Linked DNA regions of Gossypium hirsutum: region 2 is linked to region 1. Evidence: chromatin contacts called from public Hi-C data. All regions are on one chromosome and are shown on one strand. The core of a region is the stretch at or near the end of the contact, and the rest is flanking DNA. Distances in the headings are between cores, read along the strand shown. Region 1 overlaps LOC107909022 (a long non-coding RNA gene). Region 2 overlaps LOC107909019 (a long non-coding RNA gene).

What was found. A called contact is a pair of places that touch in the nucleus more often than the background predicts.
Region 2: a Hi-C map of leaf shows a contact between it and region 1, with 2.7 times the contacts expected there. The contact joins two enhancer-like sites. A contact is called at or near these places in 5 of 34 Hi-C or Micro-C datasets (all in leaf).

The regions. Positions count from the first base shown.
Region 1 is chrD02:67,038,314-67,042,876 of Gossypium_hirsutum_v2.1, reverse strand. It overlaps LOC107909022 (a long non-coding RNA gene), which reads right to left. Exons shown (of 6, transcript XR_005910547.1): 6 at 3,641-3,859. Among protein-coding and RNA genes, the nearest start is that of LOC107909022, 11 kb to the right of the region's middle. Within about 2 kb of position 2,411, at least 9 of the 9 cell types and tissues checked have an H3K27ac peak or open chromatin away from gene starts, as enhancers often do. A contact at or near this core is called in leaf, where this site is marked.
Region 2 is chrD02:67,119,745-67,124,630 of Gossypium_hirsutum_v2.1, reverse strand. LOC107909019 (a long non-coding RNA gene) reads left to right here. Exons shown (of 6, transcript XR_005910549.1): 6 at 1-124. Among protein-coding and RNA genes, the nearest start is that of LOC107909019, 8.3 kb to the left of the region's middle. Within about 2 kb of position 1,255, at least 5 of the 9 cell types and tissues checked have an H3K27ac peak or open chromatin away from gene starts, as enhancers often do. A contact at or near this core is called in leaf, where this site is marked.

The sequences.
Region 1 (4,563 bases), core at 1,162-3,661:
AAATAAGATCGTATTTTTTTAATATTAGTACAAAATTAGAAGATAATTTTAGAGGTTACAAAATTACAACATTATGATAATTAAGTTTTTATACTCATTAATTACGTATTATATATTAATCTGTTACTAATTATTTATTTAATTTCATATATTAAAAGACTTCTTTCCTAATAAATATTTTTTAAAAATTAGTTTCGATAAAAAAAATTCAATATGCAATTCTTTTTTTTTCATAAAAAAAATTGCATATTGAATTTTTTTTGAGGATATTAATTTCAATATTTTTAATTAAAACATGAATTTTTAATAAATTAGTACCAATAAAATATTATGATGCTAAACATATAATAATGTCTTCTAATACTATGAAAATTTTTCTTATACTAATTCATTATATTTAACCATTATATATATATATCATATCTTCCTATTTCTGGATTCATACTTAATATCTTTTAATTTTTCATTTATCATGCATGTTTTCTTCATTTGATTGTGTTATGTTCATTTGACATTTTGGAACCTTATTTTTATAAAATTAACATGTTCTTGATAAGAGGTTTTTTTTTTAATTCTAACATTTTGCTTAGTGATTTTATGTTATGTTAAAAAAATTATATTTAAATTGTTTCATTGAACCTTCAATCAAGGGAGAAACTAAGGCTGATAGGACCCGACCTCCCTAAAATGAAAAATTTTTCATTTAACTCCTTAAAAAAATTTTAAATTTTCTAGTTTCACCCCCTACCTTCAATATAAACTATTTGTTTGAAAAATGTTAAACTTTCATTATGAATTTTGATATCAATACATATATCTATGTTTTTTTTATTGTGTATCTATTTATTTATAAATTAATTAAAATTCAGTTAAGATAATTATAGATAATAAAAAATAACTATAATATTTTTGGAAAATATTTTAAATTTAAGATTTTCTTTCATAAAAAATAATTTAAAAAAAAATTACTATCAAATGATGGAAATGGTTATATTTTTAAATATATAAAACAATTAACAATGTGATAATAGGCCAAAAGATCTTAAAATTTGATGTATTATATATTCACAGTGCATTACTTGAAAATGTGCAATACATTTTATTTTTAAATGTTAGAAAATTTATTATTTCTCCTAGTTAAGTCCCACTTCAGTGACATAAATTTTGTTAATTTGTGTAGCATAGGGGATTCCTTACTATTCCTCTTTTCAAAATTTTAATTTATTATTTATATGTTCTCTCTTTTTATTTAGGATTTTACCATCTTATACAAATAAATATAAATAGCATGACACATTTATAGTATTGTTTTTTCAATCTCTAATTTTAACATATTTAAAATCTGTGTTATATGTAGTTTACACAACTAACATAAGAATTACAAGCATGATGGCTTCTTTGGCCTTTCAAAATTTTTTTAAAAGAAAAATCATTTTAGGTGTCTATTTAATTTTTAATCTCACCCTTAAATTTATATTGTTTGTTAAATCATCTTCAAATAGATTGAAAAGTTAAACATCTGTTAACTTTGTTGATGTGACATCCACATAACAATTTGCGTGTATGTCACGTTAGCAATCAATTATTTTTTAAAAAAATTAAGAAATATTTACTGATAATTTTTATACTTTTTTAATTTTTTAAATATTTAACATTTAAAAATAATTAATTGTTAACATGATGTCTATGTGACAATTCACGTGAATGTTACATCAACAAAATAGATAGACATTAATTTTTCTATTTATTTTAGACCATTTTGATAAACAATTAAAGAAAATAAAAAATTAAATAAAAATTAAAATAACTTTTTGATAAAAGTAGAGAGTAAATAAATCATTATGCAAATATATATATACATAATAATGATGATAATGGGGATATATGAAATAAGTGGTCGATGGACTAGGAAACATAGTTTAAGCCACAAAAATGAACATATTAAAAAGCTGGAGGAGCCCAGCTCCCACCTGTTTTTGGAGGCATTTATGAAAAGGACTAATGACATTTGGCAGCACATATCGATCATATCAAGATGCATGGCACATAGCAGATTGGATTATTATTGCTTATGTGAACACCAATGGCATGTTGACACCAACAACAATGGCCTCAAAATCATTTGGCCACACTGTGTTGAGTGTGGTGTGTGGGGAAGGATATTCTCTCAAACAAAACCCTACACTTTTATATTCTCTGGTTTTACCCTCTCGACCCAAGGTAACTTTTCATTGGTTCTTCTATGTGTGTTTAGATAGCTCTAGGATTGTAGAAATAAGATAATGATATGAAAAACATAACATGACTATATAAATTGTTTCGAAAAAAATAATACCAACGTAATATGCCTGTGGCATAAGTTCCACAGTCGGGGACCAAAGACATCGTATTGCTCATTGGAGAACGTAAACGTTCAACTTGATTATAGCTATTTTTCCCATCTCTCTCTCTTTCCAAAACAATAGCTAGTAAACACCCATAAGTAAACAGAGCCCATTTGCAAGGCTCGGTCTGGTGGCAGTGAAGCTGCTTCAAGTCTCCAATCCAACAACTTGGACTGGGATTATGTCTATGTTAATATCAATGTATTATGGAAGTTGTTATAATAGAAGTCAAAATACATTTTAATTTTTTTATTAAAAGAATAAATAAATTAAATTTTATACGTTAAAATAAAAAATAAATTAATCATTCTATTAAAAATTTTATCTATTTTTATTATTAAAAATTAATTTTTATAAAATATACAGTCTAATTATTCTATCAACTAAGCTAGTTTTTAATAGTACAAAGAGAAAAAAATTTTAACAAAAAAATTTAATTTATTTTTCGATCTAATGTACAAAGATTAATTTACTTATTTTTTTAATGTAGAAGAGACCATATATAACTTGCTTTCCGCAATTGTTTTCTTCCCCGAATTTTCATTAGTGTGAATATTATTAAAAAAGAAAGGTCATACGACTCCAAAAACAAGAAAAAAACAAAAGCCCTGAGCTAAACACGTCAAAGAAATTCGATATGCACCTGCTAACCAAAAGCCAGGTTATACCAAATGAGAAGGGACGAAGGAGACCTGCCGACGGCGAGGTTTTTGTGATATCAAAGCCAACACGATATGTCATCAACCTTCAAACTGAAGATCCAACATAGGGCTTTGAGTCTCACAACAGACCAAGCAAACCTGAAAAATCATCACAGGGTGTCAATTATAGAAAGGAAGAAAAACAATCACATCCAAGGAAGAGGTAAAGTGCCTCAATAAGATCTTCCATTGAGGAAGAATCGAGAACCAACATAAGAGGCGGTAAGAACTCTGGTGATGAAGAAGGAAAGAAAGGAAGGGAAAATGGAGAAGATAGGGGTGGGAGGAAGGGGCAAAGGGGAAATGAGAGGAAACAACATACACTTTACTCCCTAGTTGAAACAACAGTCACATCACAGCATATCTATAACATAGTCATTTACTTTTTCTTTGTTTGGAAGGTCCATAAAAAGATCGTATTCTTGAGAACATCATAGCTAAGTAAACTGAACTTCTATGACATTTCTTCATTGATTCTACTTACTGATCTCTTCCAATACAAAACTGCATAGAGTTGGGATGAAAGAGGATTGGGCAGGGACCAAAGAATGTATGAAAAGAGTAAGAGTAAGCTGTCATTGATAAACAAAGCTGTGAAAAACTTCAGATAAATGTACATATAATGCTGAATACAAGACTAGAACTTTCTTAAACATAACCCATACTGATCTCAATTCTCCATGTTTATACAAAACTCTGCTTCCCAACTTTGAAAGAGGTTTCTTATCATCATGTGCCCACGAAATAAATGCTGATGTTTTGCTGGATTTCAAGCTGCCAAATACCACATTCAAGTTAGGATGTCATTTTGCAAATATGACTCATATAAAGTATGTTCAAATTGTCTATGAAAATGCAGGCAGCTATGTATAACTCAGAACCACAAATATCGAATGAAAATACTACTGCACCATGCAAGTAACTGCCACCATAAGAAGGTATCTCAGATTTTGTGTGTATATATCAGAATATACTTAATGGCAAAACATTAGCATCAACCTCATCTTTCCACTTCCCATTTCAGAGCAAAATCATGTATCCAAAAAAGTGCAGACCTTGATAATTAACATTATGTCTCTTGAGCTGAATAAAATTGCTTATTAAGAATAAGGTTCATACTCCTTACAAGGTTGCGATTAACTTGGAGGTTGAAGGATGCTTCTTTATGTCAGCTTATCAAGCAAACATGGGATCAAAAAATTCAACTCAAGCATATTGTATTTCAGATGTCCTCTTATCTCATCTCAACAGGACTTAAGAATCAGTCATAGATGTTGGCCAGTATGTAATGCAAGGAAGACAAACAGTACAAAAGCCAACCAATCAAAAGCTAAAAGATAACATCTCAGCCAGATAACTAAATAAAATATAAACAGCTTAAGACCCCAGCAACTAGGAGGTTCTTCAGAAAGCTCAACAATGAAACAAAATTAAAGACAGAAATACTATAGAACACGTAACACCAGCTAGAAGTTACA
Region 2 (4,886 bases), core at 6-2,505, 83 kb before region 1:
TCACGTTGTTGTTATTTAATTTTATTTTTCTTGTAAATTATTTAAATTGTTACATGCTATTTTTGTATGAAAATATTATGTAGCGATGTTAGTTATGCAATTCAAAAAATTTTCTTGTACCATATTGTGGGATACAATACCATTTGAGAGAATGTATCCAGATACAAACATTAAAGAGAAATTGCGAACTCTTTAAATTATGGTATTCAAAGTTACGAAATATGGTTGATAAGATATTTTTATTCAAAAAAAATTCCCATATTAACATTACCACCTCAATATAGTTTAAAAAACAAGGTTAGATGATGCTAGTATGTTGCTTACTTCATAACTTAATTCGTAAGTGAGATTGGAATGATCCATATTTTAAAGAGTAAATTGAAAAGAAGATCCTAATAAATTGAATGATATATATTCATATTATGATTCATAGGATGAACAAATTGGTCAAGGACCAACATATGATGATAATGGCTATATGTTAAATGTTATAGAGGGAGAGCAATTAAATAAAATTAGATATGATGTTTATTTTTCTTGCTATTTTTATTAGTAATCGTCTGAATTGACATTTTATATATACTGATTTGATTTTTTTTACTTGTTTAGAAATTTTTTTTCTCAAGTATTATTGATAATTTCTATAATAGTTAATATTTTAAAAAATGTTAAATTATGTAACTAAAGAATTATAATTTGTACCACCAAATACGACACAGAGAATTACAATGTAATTACAATTTCTCAACTAAACGCTTTTATCGAATTACTCTTTAGTATCCAAACACAACCTTAATAAATAAATCTTAGAAGTTTGTTGATTTTTCATAGAAGAATAAGTAAGTAATTTTCAAATAATAAACTAGATTTGAATGCTTTTCCTTTTGTATTTGTGGTATTTTTTCTATGTCCTCTAGAAAAAAAAATCCAATTGTTGATGATGACAACTAGGCATTAGGTGCAAGGTTTAAGTAGTGATTGGATTAAGGCAACAAATTATTGCAATTGAAGCAAGCTCATACATGTATATATTCTCAAGCTTTTTTTGGGAGGAGTTGGGGAAAAATCTAAGGAAGGAAATGCCTATCATGCATTGTCCCATGTGTTTCCAACTTCCAATTACAGAATAATAATAATAAAAAGAAGGTAGGTTTGTAACTTTGTAGACAAAGTAGCTCAATTATTAAAGGGGTGTTTGACTTGACAAAAACCCAAAGAGCCAGCCCATTTGGTATATCTGAAAATGACTGCCCAAAATTGCCTTCAATTTGAGCAATTTTTTGCTTTTGTGATGCTTGCTTGCTTGATGGTCAGTCGTCAGTCACCTAGTAACCTTTTTAAAACATGGCACCTAATCTATAAGGAATTAAGCAACTATATTATATAGATATGGGGACCTAATTCATGCATGTATACATATGAGAAAATGGCAGAAAGTTGAGTGAAGGGTCCCCACTGGTTTAGATTAAAGGTTATGGGTCAGGCCTATTTGTCATGGTCCTTTTTATTTCCTTGGGTTCAATTTGGTAATAATTTCTAGTTTTCTTATTTTCTTTTGGGTGTTTTCATGCCATTCAAATAAAAAAGTTTGCAATCTAATCACTGTCATTATAATAATTTATCGTTTTGATCGCCCAATGTTAAGGAATGATTGTGCATGACATGTCATTAATTTTGACCTTTTTAACTCCCTGTTAGTGTTCATCATCTTCTTCATCAACCTATTTTTTCCCTCCAAGTCACCCTTGCTTCCACCATTCTTTTTCTTTTTCCTTTGCTCCTTGCTTCCAACTCTCTTTGTCAAAAATAACTCTTAAAGTTGGGTGACCAATTAGGAAATATAGCCTTTCTTTTATACCAAGCAAGTAGATCTTAAATACGTCTACTCATAATTCCTCTTCAACTCTTAAATAAGAGGAAAAACGTGCTTGAGTGTGTTTGACCTCACGTCCGTCTAGTTCTGCAATAGCAATAACACCAGCTAAGCTAAGGCTCAATCAACAAATATGATATATCTATACTAATTAAAAAAAATCATTGATTGAGTTGGTATCACAAGACAACTAAGCACTAACTTGGTTAAGGAAATTACAAAAAAAAATGTCATTTTGTATTTAAAATAAGTTATATTATTTAAGGGTATTTTAGTCTTTTTAATTTAAAAATAATAACAAAGATTCATATGGTTGGGTTTGAACCGACACCAGTTACATTGGTAAAACCTTAAATTTACCATCTAACTAAAGCTAATTTTAATTTTATTATGCACACTTTATTATCTTTGTCAATTGTATATCTGTAATTACTTATTATTAATAAAATCCCTAATTAAGTTAGTGTCACGAGTCAATTGAGAAGTTATATTATTCGAGGATATTTTAATATTTTAGTTTTAAAAAATAAAAATATACATATAGTGGGATTTAAACCCATAGTAATTACATTAGGAAAACCTTCAATTTACCATGGTTTTATTTTTATTTATTTATACATTTAATTTTATTATACACACTTTATTAGTTTCAAACTATACATTTTATTATTTATTATATGTTGTTTTAAACACACATCTGTTTAAATATGTAATTTCCACACGCATATGTCACGGACTTGGAGTTTTCCCACACATCCGTGCGGCCTTAGGCAGTTTCTTGGCTTAAAAACGCCTAAGTCAGCCTAACTTCCCTTGATAAAGGATTCAACCGTAAAAACGCCTAAGTCAGCTCAACTCGCAACAATAAAGGATTCAACAAAATTCCCTTAAAGTTTCCACGAAGAACAGCGGAAGAACGAAATAAGAACGATCTTTGAAAGATGAACAAAAGCAAGAACGCTTGAGAGAAAAGTTTGAGTAAATGCTCTCAATTCTTATTCACAAAGAATAATGAAACAATTCAGGAGTGAGTACAAATGAGGGGGAGGCTCTCTATTTATAGTTGAGCTCCCCCAAAACCGATGGCTACAATTAAAAGCTGTATTCAATTAGGACTCTAAGTTTACAGAATTAGAAGCTGTGTACAATTAGAACTTCTAAGACTACATAGTCCTATCTTTATTATCAGGCCCATCAGGCTTCAATGTGACAGGCCTGTCCAACAGCTCTTTGAATCGGGCCAGTTCTCGTAGGCCAAATGATCCCCATCTGAGCAACAGACCTCCATTGGATGCATTTGGTGCGCTAGTCACGGGCTTTGAACTGCAGCCCGTGACATTCTCCCCCACCCATTCTCGCAACGCCCTCGTTGCGACTTCTGAATGGCACTGACTTGATTCGCCTCGGTCTCGTCTCGACGCCTTAGCCTTTCCCTTTCTTCGGGATTTTTGCCTCGACTTCTGTCGCTTCTTAACTCGAGCCGTCCTACTCGTCGCATTTACTCTGGTCAACTGTCCCACATGCATCGCCTCTTTTCCTTTGAAGTCTGATGCACCACCTACCTTTCCCACAGGTGGAAGCCTTGTCGATGACTCAGCTAACTCTGATGCTTCACTTAACTTGAGCCTCATTGATCCCAGCTTCACTGTTTTCATCGCAACTTTCTCCACTAAGTTCGATGACAAACTCACCTCTTCCTTGGGTGGAAGCCCCTCTGACGACTCACCAAGCTCAAACATTGCCTTTCTTTTGACTCCGGCTTGCTTTGGACAGTTCCGCAACTCATGCGGACCACGGTACAAGAAGCACTTAACTCGCTTCTTTTTGCTCCTCTTTGCCCTCTTGGCTTCGGCTTTTCCTTTGCTCGAACCAAGCTTCTTGGGTTCATTGTCTGCTCCATCGTTCCCCTCGATGACAGACTTCTTCAGACACTTCCGCAACCTATGCGGACCATGACACAAGAAGCACTCCACTGGCTTCTTCTCGCTTTCGGCCTTTTTGGCTTCGACACCCCTTGCGCTCGAACCAAGTACCAAGGCCTTACCCACCGGCTTCTCCTTAAGCGCGGATTTCTTCGGACATTTCTTTAACATATGTGGACCATCGCAAAGAAAGCATTTCAGCTTGTCCCTTTTCCTCTTGGGTTTCTTCTTCCCAACTCATGGTTTCCCCTTACCACTATTATCGCCGTTGCCATTGCCATCAACAATGTCTTCCTTGTGATTCATTTCACATACGCCCCTTTCCTCGGACTTGGAAGACCCAAGCTTGTCTTTCCCTAGACCAAGCTTGCCCACGGACTCAACTACCGTAATGGCTTCCGACAGCTTTTGGACACCTCTTTGTTCCACCTCCTGTCTGACCCACGGCTTCAATCCCTTTTGAAAAGCAAGCAATGCTTCTTCATCGGTCACATCTAAAACTTAGAGCATTAGTTCCTTGAACTCTTGAACATACTCCCCCACTGTGCCCCGTTGCGTTATCCCTAGCAACTTTGCCCGAGCTTCTTCCTCGGCAAACTCTGGGTAAAACTGTTCCTTCAATTCGCATTGGAACTCTTGCCACGTCCCAATCTCACCCTGCCTTTTATCTGTGGTTCTACCTCGCCACCATAAAAGCGCAATGTCAGTAAGAAACATTGAAGCAGTGTTTACCTTAACCGCATCCTCCATGATGCCTTTGGCACGGAAGTAATTTTCCATCCTCCACAAGAAATTGTCCACATCACATGCAGACCTTGTCCCCACAAACTCTTTCGGCTTTGGGACATCCTCATTACTGAGTGCTGCATTCGCCACTCCTTTTCCCACGACTGCTTGACACAAGGCCAGCTCTCCCTCGAGCTCCTCTATTCTTGTGCTCAAAGTCCTTGTCGTGGCCATTGTTTCCTCCTTCAAAGCCATCATCATGGCCTCGAGAGCATCATTCCTTTCCGACAGCTTATCCCTGTGTGAATTAAACAACTCGTTTACCTTATCCATGGTGGAATCAAGAGACATCTTTACATAGTCTC